Regions from separate parts of the Rattus norvegicus genome. Here region 1 is linked to region 2. Evidence: chromatin contacts called from public Hi-C data. All regions are on one chromosome and are shown on one strand. The core of a region is the stretch at or near the end of the contact, and the rest is flanking DNA. Distances in the headings are between cores, read along the strand shown. Region 1 overlaps Cmip (c-Maf-inducing protein). Region 2 holds the start of Cmip (c-Maf-inducing protein).

Region 1 (6,694 bases), core at 18-2,517, 120 kb after region 2:
GGCTTGGAAGGGTCGGGATACGGAAATAGCCAGTCTTGGCTGTGTTACTAAACTTCTTGAGGCATTTAGCCATAAAAGGGGGCAGCTGCCAGGGCTGGCTTCCTGATTGATGAGCCCTCTGTATGCCTCCTTACTGTCTTCATGCAGCCCTGGGATGGCCCTGCTGCAGGGTCTTTTTCTTTTTAAGAGAAGGGTCCAGCTGTAGTGCAGCTGTTGTTACAGGTGGGCAGGGACCCCCACAGCTGTGCATCAGTGGGAGGCCAGACCCTCGAACCTGCTGGCCTTAGCCCCATTCTACATGATGCACACCACCCTGGAGTTGATAAACGGACCAGGACCGTCCAGGTCTCTATGTTGGTGGTTGCAAGAGATTGGATCATGGTGGGAAGCAGGCAGCCTGTGACCTGTCATGGCCTCTCTCTCCATTTCCTCCGAGTGACCACAGCTGCCTTGCTTGCCGTGGTACTGCAGTGTGGTTGAGTGAAGTCCAGCGCTCAGCTGGGGCTAGAGTGGTCACGGGTTGCGGGGAGGATGGCTATGCTTAGTGAGGGTGGGGCTTGTGGTGGGTGGGATTTGGTGGGGTGGGTAGGGCTTTGGACATAAGGCCTGAGAGAGTGGGATCCGACGGGTGGAGTCTGTGTTTGTGATGTAGGTATCTTCCTGTCACCCCATGGGAAAGGCAATAGGACAAAGGCTTTTTCACAGTAATGGGAGGATAAAAGGTCCAAGTGGTAGACCATGTAGTTGGTCCACACAGGGGGGCGTATCCAGCCACAAACAGGGGTAAGGCAGGGCCTCAGCTCTGAGCCTGTGTAGCAGTGTTCTCAATAAACAGATTCACACAGGCAGAGTCTAATGGGCAGGTGATGGTGGTTTTCTGTCAGGTGTTGGCTTCTTGGCGTGATGGGTGTCTCCTGCATCGCAGAGGGATCTTTACGAGTCCCTGGCAGTCCAGCCATCGGGAACACAGATGCCATACTGTCTGTCCTTGACCTTCTCAGTGTGCCCTGGCCACCTGCGCTGGAAGGGGCTTCCTGCCATGCCATGTGGCGTCCTCCTGTAGACCAGAGCAGGGCCTCCTGACTGCCTTGCCACCGTGATGGCACCAAAGGACCCTGCCTTGCGTTTCGGCTTCCCTGGAGGGGATGACTCAAGTCCCACTCAGCCGGCTGCCAGAGTGACAGCCAGCCTGCTGCTTACAACCCCGGGCCAGCATGAGGCTTCTGCAGCACTCAGCGGCTCCAGTCTGGAGTGGTTGATAGAGGGACTTTCCAGCCAGATAGCTTTTCCTTTTGGGGTGTGGGAGCCCCCCCATCCCACTGGAACGCATGTCTTGAGTCAGCCTGGAGCCTCGTCCTGGGGGGCTGAAGACTCATGAGTCATGTGCTCATCACCATGGAAACCAGGGATAGGCTGGGATGGCGGAGCTGATCTCTGAAAGACAGGATGGCGAAGGCTGCCAGATGAGCACCCCTCTGGATGAGAAGCCCGAGAGAGCAGATAATTAATATAAGCATTAGCTCGGGAGGTCTTGGGGTTCGGGGAGGGGAACACTGGTGAGGGACCCTCCAGCAACCTGCTCTGTCTCCTGTTCAGGCCTTGGATGCTTTCAAGCCAGACTTATCCCAGAATCCTCTGTTTTCTGGAAAACGCAGGCCCTCTTACACTAGCCCATAATAGTCCCATAGCAGAACACTGCGGCAGCTCAGAGATTTGTCCCCACCTCTCACAAGAAGGCAGTGTCCCCAATGCACAACTCGCAGTGTCCCAGAAGGCTGCACCCCAAGAGCCAGGACCCTGGGTGGTGGACGTCGGTGCCCTCAGCACCCAGCACATGCTGACTCAACATGGCGCTCAGTTCAGAAACTCTAGCGACAAGCCCACCTTGTTAGAGTGTGGCCAGAGAGTAGCGCCCAGCGGAGAAAGCAGTAGGTCCCTCATTCCTGGCCAGGGCTCCCAGGACTCCTTAATATCTCTCTAATGAGAGTAATTTGGCAACAGCAGAAAACATGCTCTAACCCTTTGTCCCAGTAATTCCATTTCTGGGAATCTGGCCTAAAGAAATAAACCTAAATATAGGCTAGAAAAACAGGCTTCACAAGGATGTTCACTTCAGAGTTGCTTATCACTCATGCAAAGCAGGACGGCCGCTCAGTCAACGACAGAGAGGGCAGGCGCAGAGGGAGACTCGGAGTGGATGCTCCTAGGTGTATAGCACAGGCAGATTCTTTGATTTGGGACTCAGCAAAAAATTTTGTTTAGGGCCAGCGAGATGACTCACTGGGTAAAGGCGGCAAGCTTGCTGTAAAGGCTCGATGACCCGAGCGTGATCCCTGGGTGGAAGGAGAGAACTGACTCCCACAAGTTGATTGCCACATATAAACCGTCTGTGTGTGTCTGTGTGTGTGTGTGTGTGTGTGTGTGTGTGTGTGTGTGTGTGTACACGCATGCATACAGGCACGTGCACATTAGAGAGTAATACAAGTTATGGTTAAGAAGTCAGGAGAGCCTGGTTTAGTGGGTAAGAGACCTCGTTTTACAGAAGGACACGGGTTTGAATCCCCAACATTCGTGTCAAGGCCAGGCATGACTACACATACCTGTGACTCCAGTGTCTCAGGAGACAGGTTGAGCCCCATAGGGCAGAAGCCGAATCAGTCTAGACAAAAGCAGGCCAGCTGCAGGTTGAGTAAGACCCTGACTCAAGGGGGTAAGCAGAAAGTGATAACTTTATCACGGGGCACCCGATGTCCTCTGGCCTCTGTGTACCTGTGCGTGGCGCATGTGCACAGCACACACACACACACACACACAGATGCAGAGTTACAGACATTAAAAATTAAAACGAAAGAAAAAAATACTTTGACGTATTAATGAATGTGTGTGGAGAGAGAGAGAGAGAGAGAGAGAGAGAGAGAGAGAGAGAGAGAGAGAGAGAACGAGAACGGGAGGGAAGGATGGGTGGGGAACTGAATATAGGTTCTCAAACATGCTGACCAAGCACTCTAACACATGGCGGTATCCCTCGCCCTCTTAACATTTTATATCGTGGCCATCTCACCTGCCTAGGCTGGCTTTGAACTCACTCTGTAGCCCTGGCGGGTCCTGAATTGGTGATCTTACCTCAGCCCCCTGGGTTTATGGGCTTGGACCTTCAGGCTGGGTTCCCGAGTGATCCTGATTTAATTTTACCCGAATGCTTAAACTCTGTCCCTCACCTTCCCACGCTGCATTTGTTAGTCAAGTGTGAGTTGTCATTTACATATAGTGACATCCACCCATGAGCGTGCAGCTCCAGGAGAGCCGATGGATGGTACCACCAGGAGGAGCAGGCATTTGGGGTGAGCCGGTTCCAGATCACCCCAGCAAATATGCCCCGCCTTCCTTCCATCAGCCCAGTCCACCCCTGCAGCCCCGAGCTTCCCGTCTGATTCCACCAGGGCACCCTGGAACCTTGCTCGCGCTGTGAGCCTGATTCTTAGTTGTGCCCGAGAGCTGCGTTTCCCATTTTCCCTTGGGAAGTCTCAGTTGTCCTACTTTCTGATTCCCCTCTTGTCTGCTGGTGACTCTGGCTCCTGTGTCATCATTGCTGTGGGTAGCATGGTCTCAGTGGGTGTGACACATCTGTCCGCACATGTCATCGAGCTTCCTGTCCCCGTGAGGACCCTCTGGGAGCAGAGGCAGCAATGTAGCTTAGCCTGCGGTGACCACAGAGGAACCTCGTATGTAGAGGAGAGCAGGGAAGATGAGAACAGTATCCTTTGAGCCACACCGCTTTGCCCATCTGTAGTTTTCCACACTAGTGTGCCAAGGTGGCCCTGACCCGAGGACCCAATACTTCTGTGCTACTGCTGTGATCCAGGCCCTGGTCGGTCATCTTAATTTCCCATTGGCCCCGTTGTGTCCCCAGATCCCATAGCAGAATCGCTCATCCTGGGCCCCTAAAACCTCTTCAGCTGGGCTCAGACATTTCTCGTCCTCCATGAGTGCTGGATACCCCTTTGGTTTTGGACACACAGACTGGTTAGCCCAGGCTGGCCTCACGCACTCAGCCCTCGTGCCTCCAATGGCAGGTGAACCTCAGGATGTCTGGCTTGGGCACATGTCTTGAGGAATATTTTGTTTTCACTCGGGTTTTGGAGTTTGGGGAAGAGGGAAGAGGACGCTGGAGATAAACTATATCTTCAGTATTGTTCCAGATGCTGAGCTAAGTAAGCCCTTGGCGAATTAGATCCCCTGGAATATTCTCCGCAGTTCTGTTTTATGAAATTACTCTCAGAGGAACCAGGTTCAGAGAGGTGCTGTAACTGACTTAATGACACACAGCAAGGGGTTCAAACATAGGTCTTTAATGGCTCTGAAGACTACTTTGGGCCAGGTGCTGAGTCAGACAGTGGAAAAGCGATCAATCTGGCTTTTAAAAACAACGCACACCTATTTATACCCAGCCCTTTCCCAGAAAGCCTTGCTCACAGCTTCAGCCACAGGCTGCTTGTGGACGACCAGGCCAGGTTGTACAATGGAGGTGGCCTGCAGCAACCTCCACGTACCGGGTGGTTTGCACAGGTGGACACCGTGCTCTGCGGGTCCTGCTGGAGAGCAGTGCACTGGTCGGAAGGGCTTGTGGCCAGCCACCTCCCACCAACCCTGTCCTCCTGGCTCTGTTCTCGGTGGCTTCGGCTTCGGTGATGCTGCTGGAATTTCCTGCAGCACCTTCCCCCTTGCGGGGTGTGATCCTTACACCCGGAAGTGCTACCTGCTACTTGAGCTGCGCCTGATTGACCTCTCCCCTCAGCCCTCTCTCTCTCTCTCTCTCTCTCTCTCTCTCTCTCTCTCTCTCTCTCTCTCTCTCGCTGTTCCCCAGGCCTTTGCATGCAGGCCTTGGGTTCATGCTGTGGCCCCTGTCACTGTGACTTGATTGCGTTCGATACTCGCTCTTTCTCTCCACCCCATCCCCCATGATTACTCTTTTTGCGGGGATGGTCTGTTTGTTGTCTCTTCAACCACACTGGACTCTAGTTTTATGCAATACCCACCACAACTCCTAGAATATACTAGAAGCTCAGTGGATATCTGTTGAACCAACCTAAGTTGGTCATTCACTTAACTTAAGGCTGATGACCACCCGCACCAGGGGGGCCGAGGCAGTTTAGCCATCAGCTCTCCCCACCGCCACTACGGGTCGGTTGGAAAAGAAGAAAACGATCAGAGGCCTAAGCGTCTGTGGTAAACTGCTCCCCAGGCCATAGACTTCAGTTGCACCTTCCTCTTTCAGCATAGCATAGTGCACACATTCATTCTGTCTTAGCTGTGGGAAGGGCACAAGACCTCTGTGCTCCACGGATGACCCTGCCACCTCCTCCCTAAAGTCATTGTGAAATTCCACTCCTGGAGTTCCCGGAGCAGTACGTGCACACGAAGGGGTCTGTGGGAGGTTGCCGTTAGTATTAGCTTGTTATAACTTTTCACTGACTCTTCCGACCCCTGGCATTTTGGAGGTGGGTTGTTGAAGACCCTAGCAGGGCCTGATGGCTTCTCTGAGACAGCAGGACTCTCTCTCAGAGGCAGTGTGGATGGGTGGCTTCAGGCCTGTCTTGCCTTCCCCTATCACTGATTCATGCTTGCCTTTCTCATGCTCTCTCACATGCAGCTGAGCCATGTGGTGGTCCAGGCACCGAAGAAAGATAGCATGTGCTCTGTGGACTTTGGGGGTGAGGAAGCAGGATGGGTCAGAGGCTGCCGCTGTAGGGAGTGACCGTAGGAGCCTTCGAAGGATGCTGCGCTGGGGAGGGATGCTGAGATTCAAGCTGTGCCCTGTGCTGAGTCCTGTGGTCATCAGGGGATGATCCCCCCCTCACCCTTGACTTAGGGGTTCCCTTACCTGCTCTTCATTCTGCACCCTAGGTGTGAAATGAGTTCCCTCCACAGCCCCTCTCCCACAGTGGAATGCCGCCAGCTGAGAGCTGGTCCTTCCTTTGGTCCCCGGGTAGACTCATTTCTGTACTTATTATGCTGTCTGCTCACCAGCTCTTGTTTCTCTCTCTCTCTTCACCACAGCCGTCTGGGTACATGGAAAACTCGGTCTCCTACAGCGCCATTGAAGACGTTCAGCCACTGTCCTGGGAGAACGCCCCGAAGTACTGTTTACAGCTCACAATCCCTGGAGGGACCGTTCTGCTGCAGGTAGGGAGAGTAAGCATGAGCCAGCAGTTTCCTGACTCAGGAGGGCAGGGGGAGGACTGTGCATGGATTAAGCACCTGCTGCATGCTGCCCACCCCACCGTCTAGGAGCATGCTCGTTCTCCTGAGCCTGTGAAAAGTGAATTCTGTAGCCTCTGTTTTGGAAAGCAGGGAAACTGAGTCCCCGGGCCGGTTGTCAGGCCTCAGAACTTGTGAGGATTGCCTCGTCATGAATCCTCTCTTTGCTGGACTTTAGTGAGGATTGTGTCCGGTATCTTTTTGGTTAGTTCGGTTTTGTTTTTGCAAACGACGGAAACACCGGCTCTGTGTGTCTGTGAGCACATGAGTCGGAAACGACGCGACATCGTTCAGACCGAAGGTTGAACGGGAATTGGCCGAGCTATTCAAATTGCTGAGAAGGCCAGGAGAGAACTGCAAAGAACAGCTGAGTCCAGGGTCAGGTGACAGATGATGTCATCAGGACTTAGTTTTTGCCCCTCCCTCCATGGTGAGG
Region 2 (6,486 bases), core at 627-3,126:
AATTTTTTCTTTTCTCTGCTCCCATTTTGCAGCAGGAGCGCCGGGATTATAGTCACACGCCACTGACCTAGTGTTTGTGAATTCTGGGGATTTGAACTTGTGTCTTCATACTCTGCACAGCAAACAATTTTACCATCTTCAGAGCCCGGCTGCAGGTGTTAGAGGTTTGACTTGGGGAAGACTAGAGATGAAGCAGAGCCCCTCCCCAGCAGTGCCAGAAAGGGGCTTTTAAAAAACTGTCTCCAAGCTGTCACGCTGGCCCATTTGATGTGAGTCTCTCCTAGATAGGCATGGGAACTCAAGGCCAGGGTTGACCAGGTTTAGTCTGATACTCTGGAGTGGCCTGTGGTGTGGGGGGAACCTAAGGCAGCTGGATCACTCAGGGGGAGAGTTGTCACCTGAGGTCCCAGGAGTGGCTCTCCTCAGGATACTGAGGGTTTGTGTCTCCCAGAACAGCCCCCGCAAAAGCAAAGTCCGGGAAGTGTCAAAGACCAGAGGAGAGGCCTTCAGTGAGGCTATTTCAGAAGAGGGGGGGGGGGATCTTTTCTTAAAAATTTATTAAGATTTTTTTTTTTAAAACATATACTACAAGTTGGCTTTGAACGCCCAGTCAAAGATGACCTTGAATTCAAGTCTGCTTGTCTCTACTTCCTTAGTGCTTGTGGGGTTAGGGAGTGATGTAGTTACGACTCAGGAACCAATCTAGGGTTTTGTGCATGCCAGACACTCTGACAACTGGAGATACACACCAGTCCTATTTATTTATATTTTTACTTATTTCGTTTTTAAAAACAGGGTCTTCTGTCTTGACTGGCCTGAAACTCACTGTGTAGCTCAAACTGGCCTCATGCTCACAGCAATCCTCCTGCTTCAGCCCCCTGAGTACTTACTGGGCTTTGTAGTGGTGAGCAACCATTAATAACTCTATGGGAGGAACAATTTCAATCTCAAGAAACTGTTTTACGGACCAATCTGGCCAACCTTGAGGAAGCAGCTTGGGTTGGAGAGGCGGTGTCTGGGGTGCAGCGGGCAGAACCCCAGCTTTCAGCCCAGCCTTGTACTAGGAAGGGGAAGTGACAGTCGGCATCCTCTTGGTCATGGACAGACTTTATTTCCCAAGCCCGGCCCAGGATGGCGTGGTGGCTAGGGGCGCAGGGCTAGGGTTCAGCTGTGCACCCTCGGGGGCGCGGCCCGCGTGACGTCCCCTCGAACACTACCCACATTCCGGGGCGCGGCGCGGGGACTGTCGGCGCTTGCCCAACCCCGGCCCCCTCCCCAGAGGCTGCCCCTCCCGTCGGGCCGCGCCCGCCTCCACCAAGTCCCCGCCCGGGGCCCGGCCCATCCCCGACTCCGCCCGCCCCGGGCAGGCCGAAGCCGCTGTTGCCGCCATTGACGTCAGAGGGCGGGCACATGACCCCGCGGGGACCAATCGCGCGCGCCAGCCTCCCGCAATCTCCCCGGCAGCCGGCGCGGCCCCCGCCCGCAGCACACACTCGCGGACGGACGCGGACACACGCACCGCACAGCGCGCCCGCGCGAGGCCGAGACACGCCCGCGCCCGCCGTCCCCGGCGCCGCCCCCGCCCCCCCGAGGACCCGATCCTCTCTGCGCCCCGCGATCGCCCGCCGCCCTCGCCGCAGTCGCTAACCCCGTTCGCGCCGGCATGCGCCCCAGCAGCTAGAAGGAAGCAGCCCAGGAAGCGCCCCGCGCGCACCCGCCCGCCCCCGCGCGCTCCCGTCCGTCCCCGCGGGGCGCCCCCAGCCCACGCCCCCCCACCTTCCCGGCGGTGGGGGGGTGCGGGCCCTCCGCGGGGGCCACGCCGGCCCGGCCCCACGCCAGCCGCGATCGCGCGCGCGGCCCCCGCCCCGGCGCGGCCATGGATGTGACGAGCAGCTCGGGCGGCGGCGACCCCCGGCAGATCGAGGAGACCAAGCCGCTGCTAGGGAGCGACGTGTCGGCCCCCGAGGGCACCAAGGTGATGGGCGCCGTGCCTTGCCGCCGGGCCCTGCTGCTTTGCAACGGGATGAGGTACAAGCTGCTGCAGGAGGGCGACATTCAAGTCTGTGTCATCCGGCACCCTCGGACCTTTCTCAGCAAGATCCTCACCTCCAAATTCCTGAGGCGTTGGGAGCCGCACCACCTAACGCTGGCCGACAACAGCTTGGCATCCGCCACGGTGAGTGGCCCTGCGTGGCCGTAGGGCTCCCCAAGCTGGGGTCCCCCGGGACCGAGGCGCCCTGCTGGTTGTCCCCGAGAGCGCGCCCCCCTAGTCCCGGCCTGCGCCCGGACCTGGGCTGGAACATCTAGACTTGATCCTCCAAGGCAGGCTATGGGAGTCCTCCTTCGTGTCCTGGACACTTAGCCCACCCGGGCTGAGTGCTTGGGGACTTTTGCCTAAGCGCCTGCGTTTCCGATGGCTGGGACCCTGGTGAACCCTAGACTGGGCCTTGAGGATAGTGGTGTGTTGTTCCTTTTCTGAACTCGTTGCCCATCTGGATCTGTGCTACAGGAGAAAACAAAACGCAACCCTCTCCTCCATAAAAAACCGTAAACTCCCCCCTGCCCCCCAGCGCCAACAATATCCAGAAAGCAACTCCTGCGCTTGCTTTAGCCTGCCTTTCTTTTTTTCTGCCGGGCCTGGAAAGGCAAAACCGGGTGCCTGCCCTTTCTAAAAATCTCCTTCGCAGGTTAGGAGGTTGGAGGGTGGGGGGAAGGGGGGTCTAGGTCCTGGACCCGCTCAGACCCTGGGATAGTCAAGTTCTCTGGGTAGAAGAAGCTGGGCTGCCCAGCCTGCCCTTGCGTTGTCTGTGGAGCGTGTGTAAGCATGTTTTGTGGCTGCGTCCTGTTTTGTTACAGTTCTTTTTTTTTTTTTTTTTGCTGTGTGGCCAGGGCCAGGTCAGCTGGATGAGATGGAGAAAGGAGGGTCTTACTAGTTGCTTTCGGAAATCGAATCTGCAAATGGTGGCCTTCTTCCTCCTGGGGACAGACAGCTGTGGTGGGGTCGAGGAGGGGGAGTGGGGGCGGTGGGCAGGGCCTAAACAGGATGCTTTGTGTTTTCCAACAAGGGCAGTTTCAAATACAGGCTCTGGCTGGGCCTTAGCCTGGCGCTTGGGGACCTATCTTTGTTGGGGCCCCCCTTCTTGTCTAGAACGCGCCGTACCCCCCATGGTAGGCTCCGTGGTGTTTACTAAACATCATGGGAGAGGGCAGAATGCACCGCTGTGCTCACACCTGTGCCAAGAAAGCCCAGCCAGGAAACAGGGTGTTGCTTACATGCATGCCACAAATGTGTAGCGTGTGTAGACACTGCTCGGCATCCGTGTTCCCTTGGTGGTGTGTCACGGACTGTGACACATGCTCCTAGGAATGGGGAGGGGGGAAAAAGTTAGCCTAGACACCCTACTCCTCGAGTCTACTTCCCCTACCCCTTTGTGCTACAGGAAGACGTTTATTCTGAATTTTGGCTCTGATGTACTCAAAGCACCTATTTTTTTTCTAGGCTGTGGGCATGTTGGTGCAGTAACTGCAGACTTTGTCCCCAGGAGGATTGAGGGTTGCCGGGAGGCGGCCGGGTCTTCTCCCAGACTGTTGTGTGTTCTTAAACCTGCCTTGAGTCATAGGCCTCGGCCTTGATCTCCATTTGATTGGCCAGTACCGAGGGTTTCAGGTCTCAGAGGTGCCCGGTAACCTTCCCTGGGCTTTGGAGACCCTGAGTTTGGCATTCGCATTAGTACCTGGCTGAGTTGGGGGGTGGGGGAGTGTCCTTTTAGGCTCTGTTCTTTTTCCTACCATCCCTCAAAATGTCAAGGGGTTGTCAGCAAAGCACAGTAGTTGTGAGGGACGGACAGTGACCCGCTATAGAAAGGAGAGGACATTCCTTGACCCTCTGGGGCACAATCACTGTGTGGCTAGCTGATCTTGGGCCTCTGGAGGTCCCCTAGTTTCCCTCAAGAGGTCTGTCTGTTGGGAGAGAGCAGAAAGGAATCAGCCCAGGGAGTCTCAAGCAGCTGGAACCCCTTGCCCATCCATGCCGGCTGAGGTGTGTGTGGGATACCTCGGAGGAACACCTGAGTCCCGTGTGTGGCCCCGGGTTATCTGAGGTGCAAGTCTGGTCTTGGTGGAGCCTTGTTGTGTATTAGAAAATAAGGGAAAAGGAACTGGAAACCAGGCCGGTGTAATCCTCCGGCCTTTCTCCTTCCTCACCTGGCATGAGGGAATTCCGTCAGTGTAACTCGTGCTTTGTGGGGGTGTCTGGCGGGGGAGGGGGGCTCCAGTGGAGGCCTCTAGTGGAGGTGTGGGGCTCCCCCAACCCCCAGGGGCTTTGTGGATGGAGGTGTGGCCACCAGGGCCTCTAGGGTCTGGAGCAGTGGCCTCCAGGCCAGAGGTGGGGTTGGGGTTTGCTGCTGGGATCTTGTCCCATGTCGAGATATTTGCTTTGTGTCCACTCCCTGGGAAGTGGAGGAGCCTCCTTGGGGTTCCCTTAGGCCTGGGCATTATGTAACCTGTCTGCATTTTATAGTGCGGCCCAACCACTGTATTGAGAAATATTTGCTCAAATGAAACAAAGGTGAATTTGAGTGCAGTTCATTCCCAGAAAACCATCTGTAGCCCCTGGCCCAGTCTTGAGTTGCCCATGTAGAAGTGTGTCTCACAGAGGGGTGAGGTGTACGTTGCCTATAAGAAGCTCATTTTAGAATTGCCCGGGGGTTATCCAGTTAATGGGGTGAACTTCAGGATCAGGACCCAGAGTGACTGGTCTGGATTTAAATCTGTCAACAAACAATCCACTCCTTTGCCCAAACCATCCACTGAGTCAGCTGTCTACACCTGAATCGTGAGGGACAGAGAGGCTTCCTGGACCCCAGCTGACCTGTGCTGGGGTGTAAGCCAAGTTTCTGGGGTCCTTCAGACCCTTCTGCAATGGCTTTCCAGCTGGTGACACACTGAGTGTGGAAGTCTCTTGGTTCCCTGGGGACGGGAGACCTAAAAGGGAGTCTGATGTCACCAGACCTGACACCCCTCCCCTGACCTGGCTGTAAACTTTGCCCTCCGTGGGGTCAGGTCAGAGCTTGCCTTGTGCTGTCTACTGCTTCGGTTACTGATTAAACCCTTGCAGAAGCAAGGCCAGGTTTGATGGACGTAAGAGACTTTGGATCCTTTGGAACCAAAATGCTTGTCAACAAAGAGGTCTCCAGCATCTCTAGGGGGTCACTCCTGAGGGACAGAGGCTAGACCTTTTTTGAGGAAGGGCCTGCCCGCCCCGGTGGTTTCTCACTCCTCACTTGTACTTGCCCATTCCTGGGCCTTCCTGGGCTCAGCGTGTCTGCCTACCTCCACATAGGTTGGAACCTACAACGAGCCCAGGTTTTTGTAGAAGTGTCCTCGTGGGAGAGGACAGGCATCCATCTTGCCGTTGGCTGCTCGGCTACATTTGATCACCTGCTAGATATGTTCGTCTTTTGTCTCCAGCCTTTGTTTCCACTGCACCGAAGAGGTACAAAAGGAGAATAAAAAAAAAAAAAAAGCACCCCTACCTTTCATTCATCTTGCCCGTTGAAAACAAACCGGAACAAAACACAAACCAAACAAGCGGTTTCAGAATGGTGGGTCTGATCCCCAAAGCCCTTCCCCAAAGCCCTTTCTCCGTTCGCCGAGCCGGGATTCGGACACAAGGGATAGGAGGCGTCTTTATTCTCCAGTCTTGTTCCTCCAGGGCTGCCGGTCGGTCCGTTCTCTGCACTGCTGCTTGGCTCCTACATCTCTGGGAATCCGGTTGTTCCCGGCCATGGCTCTTTTCCCTCCAGGGAACTTGGGATTTTGTTTCAGCAAAACATGCTTCTGAGATCTACTATGTGGCCCCCTTTTCTAGCTAAGTGTCACCTCCAGGTGCTGGGTTTTTTTTTTCCTTGAGAATGAAAAACCCCTTCAGCCCCCAGGGATCCCATCTCTGTACACAGGAACGCTGGAGTGAGTATGAGCTAATGTTTTTCTATTTTGCCACGTAGGTCCCTCCTCTGTCCGCCCATCCTTTCCTCCTTTTATGATTCTGCCATTTAGTAAGCACTTTTTTTTTAAATGTCACGAGGTAGATAGCGGAGTACATCAAATTTGTTTCCTAGGTAGTTGTTGTGTGTTCAGAAATGGGGGGGGGGGCAGGGACGGATAGGACGGAGCGAGCATACAGCGTTCTCTGTGGCCAGGCAGCGTGGCCTGCCTTCCACAGGCTGTAGGAAGCCAGTGCATTTTAAGAACCGCTCAAGCCACCGGTGCCCTTCCTGGTAGAAGGTGTTTTGCTGGGTGCTCTCCCGCAGGACTACAGGGGAGCCTTGTGCTTTTGGGACCCCTGGAGGCTTGTGTGTGGTCCGGTTTGCTCACTTGCTAGAGGGAAGGGACTTTCTGGGCATTTTGTGGGGAGCACAGGAGCTGAATTTTTCCAAAGGCAGAGTGCCCCAGGGTACCCACCACCGGCCACTTCTCCCTCACCTC

Evidence for each region. Hi-C and Micro-C count contacts between places; a contact is called where the count stands out from the background.
Region 1: a contact with region 2 is called in a Hi-C map of mammary epithelial cells, with 2.3 times the contacts expected there. The contact joins the enhancer-like site here to the promoter of Cmip in region 2. A contact is called at or near these places in 3 of 12 Hi-C or Micro-C datasets (the A7r5 cell line, liver and mammary epithelial cells).

The regions. Positions count from the first base shown.
Region 1 is chr19:62,331,609-62,338,302 of GRCr8, forward strand. It overlaps Cmip (c-Maf-inducing protein), which reads left to right. Exons shown (of 21, transcript NM_001163273.1): 2 at 6,058-6,183. Among named protein-coding and RNA genes, the nearest start is that of Lsm7l1, 110 kb to the left of the region's middle. Within about 2 kb of position 1,268, at least 22 of the 93 cell types and tissues checked have an H3K27ac peak or open chromatin away from gene starts, as enhancers often do. A contact at or near this core is called in the A7r5 cell line, where this site is marked.
Region 2 is chr19:62,211,526-62,218,011 of GRCr8, forward strand. It overlaps Cmip (c-Maf-inducing protein), which reads left to right and starts at 1,877. Exons shown (of 21, transcript NM_001163273.1): 1 at 1,877-2,176. The coding sequence starts at 1,877.